Linked DNA regions of Mus musculus: region 2 is linked to region 1. A link is a contact called in public HiChIP or PLAC-seq data. All regions are on one chromosome and are shown on one strand. Each heading gives the region's core, a stretch centred on a gene start, on an enhancer-like site or on the middle of the called end of the contact. The rest is flanking DNA. Distances are from core to core; before and after follow the strand shown. Region 1 overlaps Adra1b (adrenergic receptor, alpha 1b). Region 2 has its middle 170 kb from the start of Il12b.

Region 1 (5,677 bases), core at 1,410-3,909:
GGTAAGAAATTACAGATTGTGTCAGATAGGAAGGTGCCACAGACCTCTCCTAATGCCTAAGGTCATGATAAAGAGGTTTGAGTTTTCTCTAAAGAAAAGAGAGAAGTTTCTGGAGGGCTCTTGACAGATGAAACAACATAATCTGGCTTCTGTTCATGAAGACCTCATTGAACGAGGCATGGCTAGTGCCTGTAATCCCAGCATTTGGGTGGTGGAGGCAAGAGGATCATAAAATCATAAATTTGACACTTGTAGCCTGGGCTATACGAGGCACTGTGTGAGTTATGTCTATCGTTAGTGTGAGTAAATATCTGACAAAAAGACACTCAAGGGAAGGAGGGTCAGAGAGAGGGAGGGCTTGCTTTGGCTTACAGTTTGAGGGCACACATTCCTTCATGGAGAGAGGTGGAACCATGGTGGCAGGAATGTGCTACTGGGACTCTCCACCTTCTCACATCTTGGTGGAACAGGAAGTGATGATGAATATAAAGCCTCAAGGCCTACCCACATTGACCCATTTCCTCTAATAACTCTTCATTTCCTAAAGGTCCCACGGTCTTCCAAAACAATAACACTAACTGGTAAACAAGTGTTCAAACACATGTACCTATGAAGACCGTTTTACATTGAAACTACAATATAGACCTACTATCAAAAAAGAAACGTTAAAATGTGGTGACTAGGAATGTAGCAGAGATAGTAGTAGAGTGTTTATCTAGCATACACAAAGCCTCAAGTCTGGTCCCCGACACTATATAAACCAGATGTGTTGGTGCACATCTGTAATTCTAGCACTCTAGAGATAGAAGAAGGAGGATGAGAAACCAAAGATCAATTTTGCCTATGTGAGTTTGACCAACCTGAGCTATGAAAACTAAGAGGGCGGGGCAGGGGGGAAAGGAAAGGGCAGGGAAGGGGAGGGGAGGGGAGGACCACAAATGTTTCTTATAGGATAAAGGAAAATGGATGGTAGAGGCTTCAGAGCAGCTGCAAGACACTGTAGAAAAGGTACAAACAGAAGAGATGGTTCTTGAATAGAAAAATCTGGGTCACTAAGAAAAAAAAGCATGATCCAGGATTTGTGAGGAATTCCAACTTTTGTTTTTTCTTAGGTTAACTTTACATTGCAGTGGGAATACCTGCAGAAAAGCATGGTGGTTGTAGTATATCACGTTCAACAAGTGAACGCATCCCTATAAATAACACCCAAAATGAGACAGAAAAGGGTATCAATACCCCACAGTGTCCTCTTCAGGCCAACCTCTAGCATTACGGTGTATCTGCACAGGATTTGCTAAGACCTGAAAATCTGTTTTCCCCATCTTACTTAATCCATTCCCCCTTTTCTACGGTGAGAGCTGAATTTCCTCTCCTACAGGGATTTTCCTATACTGCCATCCAAAAGCATTTTAATTTTACATTCATTTATCTTATATTAAGACTGTCATATTAAAAAATACCAAATATGCTATTTTCAAATCTTGCATGAGATCCTACTCCAGGATTCTGTTTAGCCCTCTCTTAAGATTCAGAACTCATCCTTGTGGGTGGAACATACCAGAATCCCATCACTAAGGAAACCAAAGAAGGAAGTTAGTGAGTTCAAGCCTAGCATAGGCTACCCAGGAAGTTAAATGCCAGACTCAGACACCCCATGAGACCACGTTTCAAAAAACAAAATCAGAGCTCACATAGATGTGGCACAAACTCTGTTGATGGGGACCCTTGTCTAGAAGAATAATCAAAAACCAGGAACTCCATCAGCATGGGCAGTGAGCCTGAGACCCCACAAGCCTGAAACACAGATTGAAGACAGGATTGCAGGGCTCTCTTCAGAGGGCACGACGTGGGTGGGAAGTTAATATTTACACGGCCCTTATGGCATCCTCAGATGTGAGCTGGCTGTTTCTCTGTTATCTTATTAGTCTTCACAATCCTTTGAGGTTGATTTAATTCTCTTCATTCTACCAATAAGAAAACCAAGGTTCTGAAAAGTAAGATCATGGCCCCTGGTTCTCTGGGCTCACAAACAGCAAAGCTTACAACCATCTTTTTGGGCCCCCCAAAACCCATGCTCACATTACTCAACCAAAGCTACCTCTTGTGCGTTTCTTCCTTTGATCTGCACAAAACAGACTAGAAATGTAGGTCCCAATAATTAGCAGCTGCGATAAGTGTGATTTCCTCCAGTGCTTTCCATTTTCATTCTCTTTTTTGATACGTTGGCTTTCCAATTAACAGCAGAGCCATTCATAAATGCAGTAGGGAACCCCAGCTATGACTTTGCTTCCTTTCAGAGTGCAATGGCTCTTTAAGGCTGATGAAGTTTAATGCTTGCCGTAAATCCAGGAAAGGAATGAATGAGCACTATTTAAATTGTCCAAGCCTGGAATCGGACCACATGAGAGAGACAGGAGCTACTGCAATAGCACCATATTGCCTGTCACTGAGAGGAGCCAGCAGTTAGCAAGGCAATGCGGACAGACAACAGGGTCTTCTCAGGGAGGAGTCATGCTTTTTCGTTATCTGCAAGCTGGCACAAGCTGTTGCTGAGTTCTTTGGCTTTGCGTCATGAAAGGAGCTGATTTGATCAATTACACTGCTGCTGTCTAATTAGCAAGCATAGCCATGCTCCTGCATCAGTTTCACAGAGATTAAACTTGGAATCCTGACTGCAGGCCAGTGTCCACAGCTGAATGTCACAGTCCCTGATATCTTCAATCCATATGAGGTTCCCTAGAGTCATTACAATGACCCTCTCGCCCAGGGCTGGGGGTGCCTTTTCAAAGTCCAGCTAGCTGGAACTCTGCGGTACATGGTCTCACAACCCAGACAGTTTTGTGAAAGCCATGAAAGTGAAGGAGTCTTGCTTCCCCATGAGTAGCACCTACCACCTGAACAATGTTTTTTTTTTCCTTCTTGTTTGAAACCACAGCCATAAGGAAGCTGAGAATCAAGGGCTCAATTGCCCATCCCAGGCAATCAACAAGCCGCTACGTCCAAAACAAAATGGACAGCAAAATTCATTTACATTTCAACAAGAAAAGAAGGTACCACTCTCATTTTGTTGTGTGTGCATACTCACACTCATGCATGCACATGGGTGTGCTTACCCATGTCTGAATATATACGAAAGCAATGAACTTTGGATATTGCTCCTCAGGCATCATTCATCTGCCCTTAAAAAAAACAAAAACAAAAACAAAAACAAAAACAAAAAAAACAAAGACAGCTATATCAGGGTCCTTTCAGCAAGATCTTGCTAGTGTATGCAATGGTGTCAGCGTTTGGAGTCTGACTATGAGATGGATCCCCAGATATTGCAGTCTCTAGATGGTCTGTCCTTTCGTCTCAGCTCCAAACTTTGTCTCTGTAACTCCTTCCATGGGTGTTTTGTTCCCAATTCTCAGAAGGGGCAAAGTGTCCACACTTTGGTCTTCGTTCTTCTTGAGTTTCATGAGTTTCACAAATTGTATCTTATATCTTGGGTATTCTAAGTATCTGGGCTAATATCCACTTATCAGTGAGTACATATCATGTGAGTTCTTTTGTGATTGGGTTACCTCACTCAGGATGATGCCCTCCAGGTCGCTAAAGGGATCTGCAACCCTATAGGTGGAACAACAATATGAACTAACCAGTACCCCCCGGAGCTCGTGTCTCTAGCTGCATATGTACCAGAAGATGGCCTAGTCGGCCATCAGTGGAAAGAGAGGCCCATTGGTCGTGCAAACTTTATATGCCTCAGTATAGGGGAACACCAGGGCCAAGAAGTGGGAGTGGGTGGATAGGGGAGTGGGATGGGAGGGTATGGGGGACTTTTGGGATAGCACTGGAAATGTAAATGAAGAAAATACCTAATTTTTTAAAAAGACAGGATTTCTCCTTGGCCTCAAACTTACGAAGCAAGCTAGAATATCTGGGCAGAGAGCCCAAGGAGCCTAGGCATCCCGGAGCTGGAATTGCAACTGTGCATTCCCATGCCTAGATATTTTTTACATGAGTTCTAGGGGTTGAACTTAGGCTTTGGGACTTGCAAAGCAAGAATATTACCAACTGCGCTCTTTCCTCCAGCCCCTTGATTTTGCTTACTTTTTAATTAATTATGTGTGCCTGCATTCAATCGTGCATGCTTACAACATATATATGGAGGTCAAAGGACAAAACTTGGGTTCGAGTCTTCCCCTTCTATCTTGTTTGATGCCTTTCTTTTATTAGTAATGGTGGTGGTGGTAGTGGTGGTGGTGGTGGTGGTGGTGGTGGTGGTGGTGGTGGTGGTGGTGGCGGCAGTACCCTGGAATGATAAGTATTTAACCCAGTACCTGTCTGCTAGGCTAAGCCACAGACCAAACTCTTTTGGTTTGAGAATCTCTTGTTCCCTGCCTTATGTACCAGGCTCAGTAGACCAAGAGCTCTTAGGATATTTCTGTGTCAGCCTCCCATCTCCCCACTGGAGCACTGGAATGAAAGATCATCATGCTATATGCCCAGCTTGTATGTGGGTTCTGAGGATTCAAAGTCAAGTACTCACAATTGAACCACAAGCACTTTTGCCTAATGAACGTAGTTACAGTTTCTCAAGACAGGGTCTCATGTAGCCCAGGCTGATCTCAGACTTGGGGAACCTGAGTTCCTGCATCCTCCTGTCTCTTCCCCTTTCTGAGTCCTGGGATTATAGGCATATGCTATTCTGCCCAGCTACAAACTCAATTTTAAGCCTGGCATGGTAGCACACACATTTAATCCCACCACTCAGGAGACAGAGACAGGAGGGTCTCTATGAGTCCCAGGCTTTCTCGAACTATACAATAACAACCTCTCTCAAATGAACAAACAAATAAACGTAACTCTAATTTTTCATATAAGAAAAAAATCTGCCCGAAAGTGATCACAGTCATGACATATTTCTCAAGAGTGACTAGTCATCACTTTTTCATAGAATTAAGTCATTAAGTCAGTTTTGTCCTCTTGAAAAAAAAACTATATGTGTTCATTACAGAAAATTTAAAAGATTTAGGAAAGGAGGAAGATGAAGATCACAAAAGCCCATGCCCCCAAATAAAGCTCCTAAAAGGCCTAGAATGTTTACTGAGCCATTTTTCTGTGGAATATCACACACGCACTCTTGTAACCTCCGTAGTGTCTTTCCACACTGCAAACATTTTAATACAATATATTTATCAATTTCATTAACTCTTTGAGAATTTCATACAAAGCATTTTTATCATATTCACCCCTGAGTCCTTCCTCTAATTCCCCTCAGGTCCACCCCACCTCACTACCCACTCCCAATTTCGTGACCCCCTTTTTATAATTTGTTTGTTGTTGTTTGTGGTGGTGGTAGTGGTGGTTTGGTTTGGTTTGGTTTGGTTTGGTTTGGTTTGGTTTGGTTTGGTTTGGTTTTGGTTTTTTGAGACAGGGTTTCTCTGTGTATCCCTGGCTGTCCTGGCACTCACTCTGTAGACCAGGCTGGCATCGAACTCAGAAATCCACCTGCCTCTGCCTCCCAAGTGCTGGGATTAAAGGCATGCTCCACCACTGCCCAGCTTTTAATTTGTTTATTAATAACCCACCAGTTCCAACTTGTGGTACCCATATAATCACGAATGTGTTGTTGATCTAACAGGGCCACACCATTCAAGAAAACTGAATCTTCCTCCTCTAGAAGTTATCATCA
Region 2 (5,677 bases), core at 1,171-3,670, 420 kb before region 1:
TGCTTCAGAAGCTGAGACAGGAGGATTTCAGGCTCAAGGATTTCTTGGGCTTCAAAGTGAGTTCCTCTAAGGTCAACTTGGAAAATGTATCTAGGCCTGGCAAAAAAAAAAAAAAAAAAAAAAGATAGAATGGGGGGCTGGAGAGAAGGAAAGAATGAATATCAGCTGGATAAAGTGGTCCATGCCAATAACCCAGCACTGGGAGGTAGAGACAAACAGATCTGGAGTTCAAGGACAGCCTGTGCTGCAGGTGCTCATCCCTCGAAACTCTCAAAGAGCAACAACAACAAAAAGAGAGGCAACAGGATCAGAGGGTAAATGACTTGTGCTTTAAGAGTCTGAGTCCCACACAAATGCCAGACGGGGGCAGTAGTCTGGCCATCTCCAGCACTTGGAAAGCAACAAGGGATCCCTGGAGAGTGTTGCTCACTAGACTAGCTACATAAGGGAGCTCTGGGATCAAATGAGAAACCCTGTCTAGATGTGTAGGGTGGAGTGTGATCCAGGAAGATTTCCAGTCTCAGCCTCTTGGGACATCTGAGAGCACACACATACATGCTCACTATACGCACAGTCACAGGCAAAGAAAGAAAACAGAGTATATAGGGTCAACTTCAAAGATTCTTCTGTGTAGCGGGTGATGAAATCCTCTTTCTACCCATAGTTTCCCACTTTTGATGACTCTACTGGCTGGTTTTGTGTGTCAACTTGACACAAGCTGAAGTTATCACAGGGAAAGGAGCTTCAGTTGAGAAAATGCCTCCACGAGATCCAGCTGTAAGGCATTTTCTCAATTAGTGATCAAGGGGGAAAGGCCCCTTGTGGGTGGTGCCATCTCTAGGCTGGTAGTCTTGGTTCTATAAGAGAACAGACTGAGCAAGCCAGGGGAAGCAAGCCAGTAAAGAACATCCCTCCATGGCCTCTGCATCAGCTCCTCCTTCCCAAGCTGCCTGAGTTCCAGTCCTGACTTCCTTTGGTGATGAACAGCAATGTGGAAGAGTAAGCTGAATAACTCCTTCCTCCCCAACTTGCTTCTTGGTCATGATGTTTGTGCAGGAATAGAAACCCTGACTAAGACAATGATTCAGCATTATTCTGCAATATGAGGGATTAAATTTGTTTTGATGTATGAGACAGAATATTGAATGCCTTAGTTGGATTTAATTGTCCATGTGATATGGCCTACAGTCATCTGACAAGAGAGCCTCCCTTGAGGAATTACCTAGACAAGATTTACCATGGGTATGTCTCTTTGAATGGGTGTTTTCATTGTTGATTGGTATAGAAAGACCCAGTCCATTCTGAGTGTGCCATTTCCTGGTAAGATGGTCCTGGTTTGTCTAAGGAAGCTAGCTGAGCCCGAGCCTCTGAGCGAGTCAGCAAACAGTGCTCCTCCGTGGTTCCTGTCTTGAGTTCCTGCCCTGACTTCCTTCAGTGATGGACTATGACCTGGAAGTGTAAACTGAAGCAAACTGGTCCTTCCCCTAATTGGCTTTTGATCCAAGTGTATCATAACAGCAACAGAAATGAAACCTGAGCGTGAAGTTCAAACTGGCTCTAAGAATGAACAGAGATGTTATGATTTCAGCATGACGCTGCTTGACATTGTTGAGAACGAGGGGCATGATGGGAGGAATCAGGACACATGGAGTATGCAGGGCATACCGAAACCCTGGTCCACTCTTCCTCACTGCCGCCTGAAGGAGGTGGACAGTCCTCCTCCAAGGAAGTTCCTGCCATGGTGTGCTATGCTGCCAGAAGGGCAAAATGACGGAGAGAGTGTCCACAGACTCTGTGAACCAACAACAAACCTTTCTTCCCTGTCGATGTTTTAGCTTAGGTATTTTGTTACAGTCCTGGAAAGCTAAACACAAAAGCCCTGCACACAGTCATGCCTATATCTAAATAAAAGGGCAGTGACCTGCTTCCTTATAAAAAGCTCACCCTGCACTTAAAATCAAATCACGGCCAACGCACACATTACTGTGTTAGTATGAATCAGTACAGAAGTCGGTTAGAGTAAACCGTGTTTCCTTACACTTGCACCGCCCCCAACCTCATGGAAAGGGCAGCCAAAGTGACATAACTGAGGAAGGGCTTTATTGGACCTTTCCAATGTGGGTGAGAAAATACTCCTTTAAGGTCAGGAAAGCAAAAGAAGCTGTTGATACCTTGACTAATACTCCTTTTATCTACTGCTGCTTTAAAAAAGAAAAAAGAAAAAAGAAAAAAAAAAAAAAACAACCCAAAAAACACCCAAGAGCAACTGGCTCAAAACAGCAACATTTATTTTGCTCACGAATTGGCAATTTGGCCAGGATTCGGCCGGAACAGCACGTCTCTCAGCTGGGAAGGCTGGGCTGGAACCTCTCCGATTTTGCACAGTCACCCACCTCACAATTATATCTGGCTGTCAGCTGGGGCCTTCACTGGGGCTGTGGCCAGGACTCCTACTCTCTCCAGGGCTCTGATTTCCTCATGGTGGCCTGAGGCTAAGGGTGCTCATTTGGGGGAGAAGGCCAGGTGGAAGCCTTAGTGCCTCTTCTAGCCCAGCCTGGGGAGTCACTCCATATTACTCTTCATGCCAGCCATTAGCAGCATGTCCCCATGTGCCTTCATTTCCCTGGACTGCCACAATAAACTGCCACAGATTGGGTGGCTTAAGCATCAGATTGATTTTCTGTTCTACAGGCTGGAAGCCTGAGGTTAAGATTTCTTCAAAGGTCTCCTGGGTTTAGTTGTTAGGAGGCCATGTTCTCCCTAAGTCTCTACATGATCCCCAGGCACAAATTCTAATTTTATCCTTCTCCTCCCTTGGAAGACAGCAACTCAAGCACTCAACATTGACCAATAAACTTAGTAGATAAGGACAGGTGGGATGCGCCAAACCTTGAGGCTGTAGAATATTTTCTCGCCAGCATCCCAGTGACTGCTTAGCTTGGGGTAAGGTTTCTGATAGACTGTAGTCACTCTAGGCAGGAGGTAAACATGTCATTTTTAACTGAGTGAAAACAAGGCTTCCAAATATCTGCTTGTGCCAGTGGTGGTCATGCATGTCTGCAATCCCAACACTTGAGAGACAGAGGCAGGAGGATCAGGAATTCAGGATTATCCTGGGCTACATAGAGAGTGTGAGCCAGCCTGGCCTACAGTAGATCCTATCAAAACCACAAAAATAAACTAAGCATACCAAATATGGACAAATGACAGCTTGTGAGCACAGAACTCCAAGGAGTGTCAGATGTACTCCACACTGCCACCAAGAACTTCAGGAGTCCCATGCATGTAAAGTTGAAGAGCTTTGACAATGCCACAGAAAAGAATTTCAGGACAAGCCAGAGTGAAGAAAAGTTAGTGAGTTTATTTTGTAGAAATGAAATAGATAACACTTGAGAATTATGCACGGGCCAGGGGGAAGGGGGGATAGGGTGGGGGTATGGAGACCCTCATAAAATGGACAGCACTGTACAGGTGTATGCAAGGCATAGTGCAGGCTTCTGGGGAGAGAGTGAGCCACTCTTCAGTGTCTGAATAATAGCATTATACAAGATTTCATGGTTTTGGAAGTTATAGAACTAAAAGATTATAATTTACAACCAGGTTCAAGGATTAAGCCAAGTTCAAACATTTAAAAGAAGCTGGTTTACTCATTTTTCATCTCTTAAAAGAATTTACCTTTTAGAAATGAGATTTTAAGTTGTTTTATAAGGTTCATTATTCAGGTTTGGTGATGAGAGAAGAAGGTGGTTGTAAGGTTAAATTCCAAGGCCACAAACCTTCTGGCTTGGAGAAGTGTACTCCATGGGCTGCTTTCAAAAACCTTCTCTGAGCTATCTCCTGGGATAAAGACTCGAGTATTGGTCGGTGCCTTTGGATTTTGTCGGCCATGTTGACATCTTAACTCAAATCTAGCAAGCAATGCAAATCAGATCTCAGGGTGAAGGGTTCTATTCCTTTCCCATGATTCCCAAGGTTTTTCCATCTTGTTAACTGCTTTAGCATGATACACTAGTCCTTGGACTTGACAATGTGTGGTTTATTCTCCAAGCATCAGTGTTAGCCAGTGTTGGGTCTACCAGGGTAAATCTGGAATTAGGTGCCCAAGATACTTCAGTCTGCTCTTCCCTGCCTTGAAGGCCAGCAAGAAAAGCATGTGGCCACAGGGATAGATCAGCAGTTTCAAAAACCAACTCTTAGTGTTAATCCTCCCTGCCCATCTACCACGGGAATCCTAGTTTTTAACAAAGGCTCTTAGACATTAGAAGACACCAGTGATCTGGGAAACCATGGGTCGCATCCCAGGCTGCCTTGTTTGGTGATTGAAGAGTTTGCAACTTCCTAGAGAATGCTCATAACCATGGTCTTGGGTCCACACTTTGGGATCCACTGGTTTATAAAGACATTACATGGTTGTCAGCTCTTCTATTAACCACCCTCATACCCTTTCAGCATTTTTCTGCTTCCTTCCCTAAAACTCAAAGGGCATTGACTGCAGAACTTTGAGCCTTTCCTCTTCTTTTCCCCAGTGTGATCTTGACCTTCAACATAATGGGATTTAGAATCACCATGGAAAAGAAACTGATGGGTGTAAGGGAGTTCCTAGGTTGGAAATATCATCCTCATTGTGGATGGCATCATGCTATGCTCTGAGGCTGTGGACTGAATATAAAAGAGACAGTGAGCTGAGCATGCGTGATCATTCCTCATTGCTTCCTGACTATGCATGCAATGTGATCAGCTGCTTCTAATTCCCTCCTGCCTCCACTTCCCACGGTGATGGATTGTACCCTCAAACTGTGAACCAAAATGAACCCCTCTTTCCTTAAGCTGCTTTTTGTCGGGCATTTTGTCACAGCTACAAGAAAAGGAAGCAGCACATCTGGTACGTGCACATGTGGAAGAACTCACATGAAGTGGAGGAATCCACCCGCTCTAGAGTGTGTGGAGCAGGGTAGAGGGGCCCTGAAGCAGACAAAATCGGTATCACCTTGGGGGGCTTGAAAAGTTAATTTCTAACTTTTCATAAGGCATGTGGCCACTAATCATCTATCAGGTTTAGAGGGTATCAGCGCCACACAGATGGATACCTATGGGCTCTGCATGTCCACTGGGCTGCCCAAGTGTGCGGCTGTGGAAAGAGTAGCTGGCCCCATCCCCAGAGAAAAGAAATTCTGGCAAGCAGTAAGCACCCCCCCCAATGCTCTTTTCAGCACTCAGTAGGATTGGAGGGGTCACACTGGTTTCCCGCAGAGGCTGATGGGAGCCCTTTTCAGCCACTCTGTAGCTTCTCTTCTGAGCTTCTTCATTGTCTCCTCAGATGAGTGACTCCCTGCATCCAAATACTGCCTCGTCTCTCACAGACCAGGCTGGGAGTCCGGAAGGCCCACTCAGATGAAAAGTTATAGTGACTGGTGTTAGTGTCTAGGTTCTTGTATGGTTTCTGGGATCCTAACTCTGTTCTACCTAATTGTAGAGCGAGCAGTCATATGCTGAATTATCTCTCCACCCTCAGGAGTAGGGACATCCTAAATAGACATGGTGCCCCTCTCTTTGGCTATCAGGAACATGAAGCTAGCTGATCATATTTTAATCCACATACAAGAAGCAAAGAGAAAGAAAGGGAAGTGGGGGCAAGGCCAAAATGCCCTCAAAGCCCCTCCAGTAAGACTCCACCTCT

The links. HiChIP or PLAC-seq counts read pairs in DNA pulled down with a chosen protein or histone mark.
Region 2: a contact with region 1 is called in an H3K27ac HiChIP or PLAC-seq map of VIP interneurons, with 4 times the contacts expected there. The contact joins two enhancer-like sites. A contact is called at or near these places in 1 of 15 datasets of contacts at CTCF or cohesin (the NIH/3T3 cell line), 1 of 115 datasets of contacts at active chromatin or transcription factors (VIP interneurons) and 1 of 9 other capture datasets (embryonic stem cells).

The regions. Positions count from the first base shown.
Region 1 is chr11:43,804,718-43,810,394 of GRCm38.p6, reverse strand. All of the region lies in intron 1 of Adra1b (adrenergic receptor, alpha 1b), which reads left to right. Among named protein-coding and RNA genes, the nearest start is that of Adra1b, 29 kb to the left of the region's middle. Within about 2 kb of position 2,659, at least 1 of the 459 cell types and tissues checked has an H3K27ac peak or open chromatin away from gene starts, as enhancers often do. A contact at or near this core is called in VIP interneurons, where this site is marked.
Region 2 is chr11:44,226,889-44,232,565 of GRCm38.p6, reverse strand. No RefSeq gene overlaps it. Among named protein-coding and RNA genes, the nearest start is that of Il12b, 170 kb to the left of the region's middle. Within about 2 kb of position 2,420, at least 8 of the 459 cell types and tissues checked have an H3K27ac peak or open chromatin away from gene starts, as enhancers often do. A contact at or near this core is called in VIP interneurons, where this site is marked.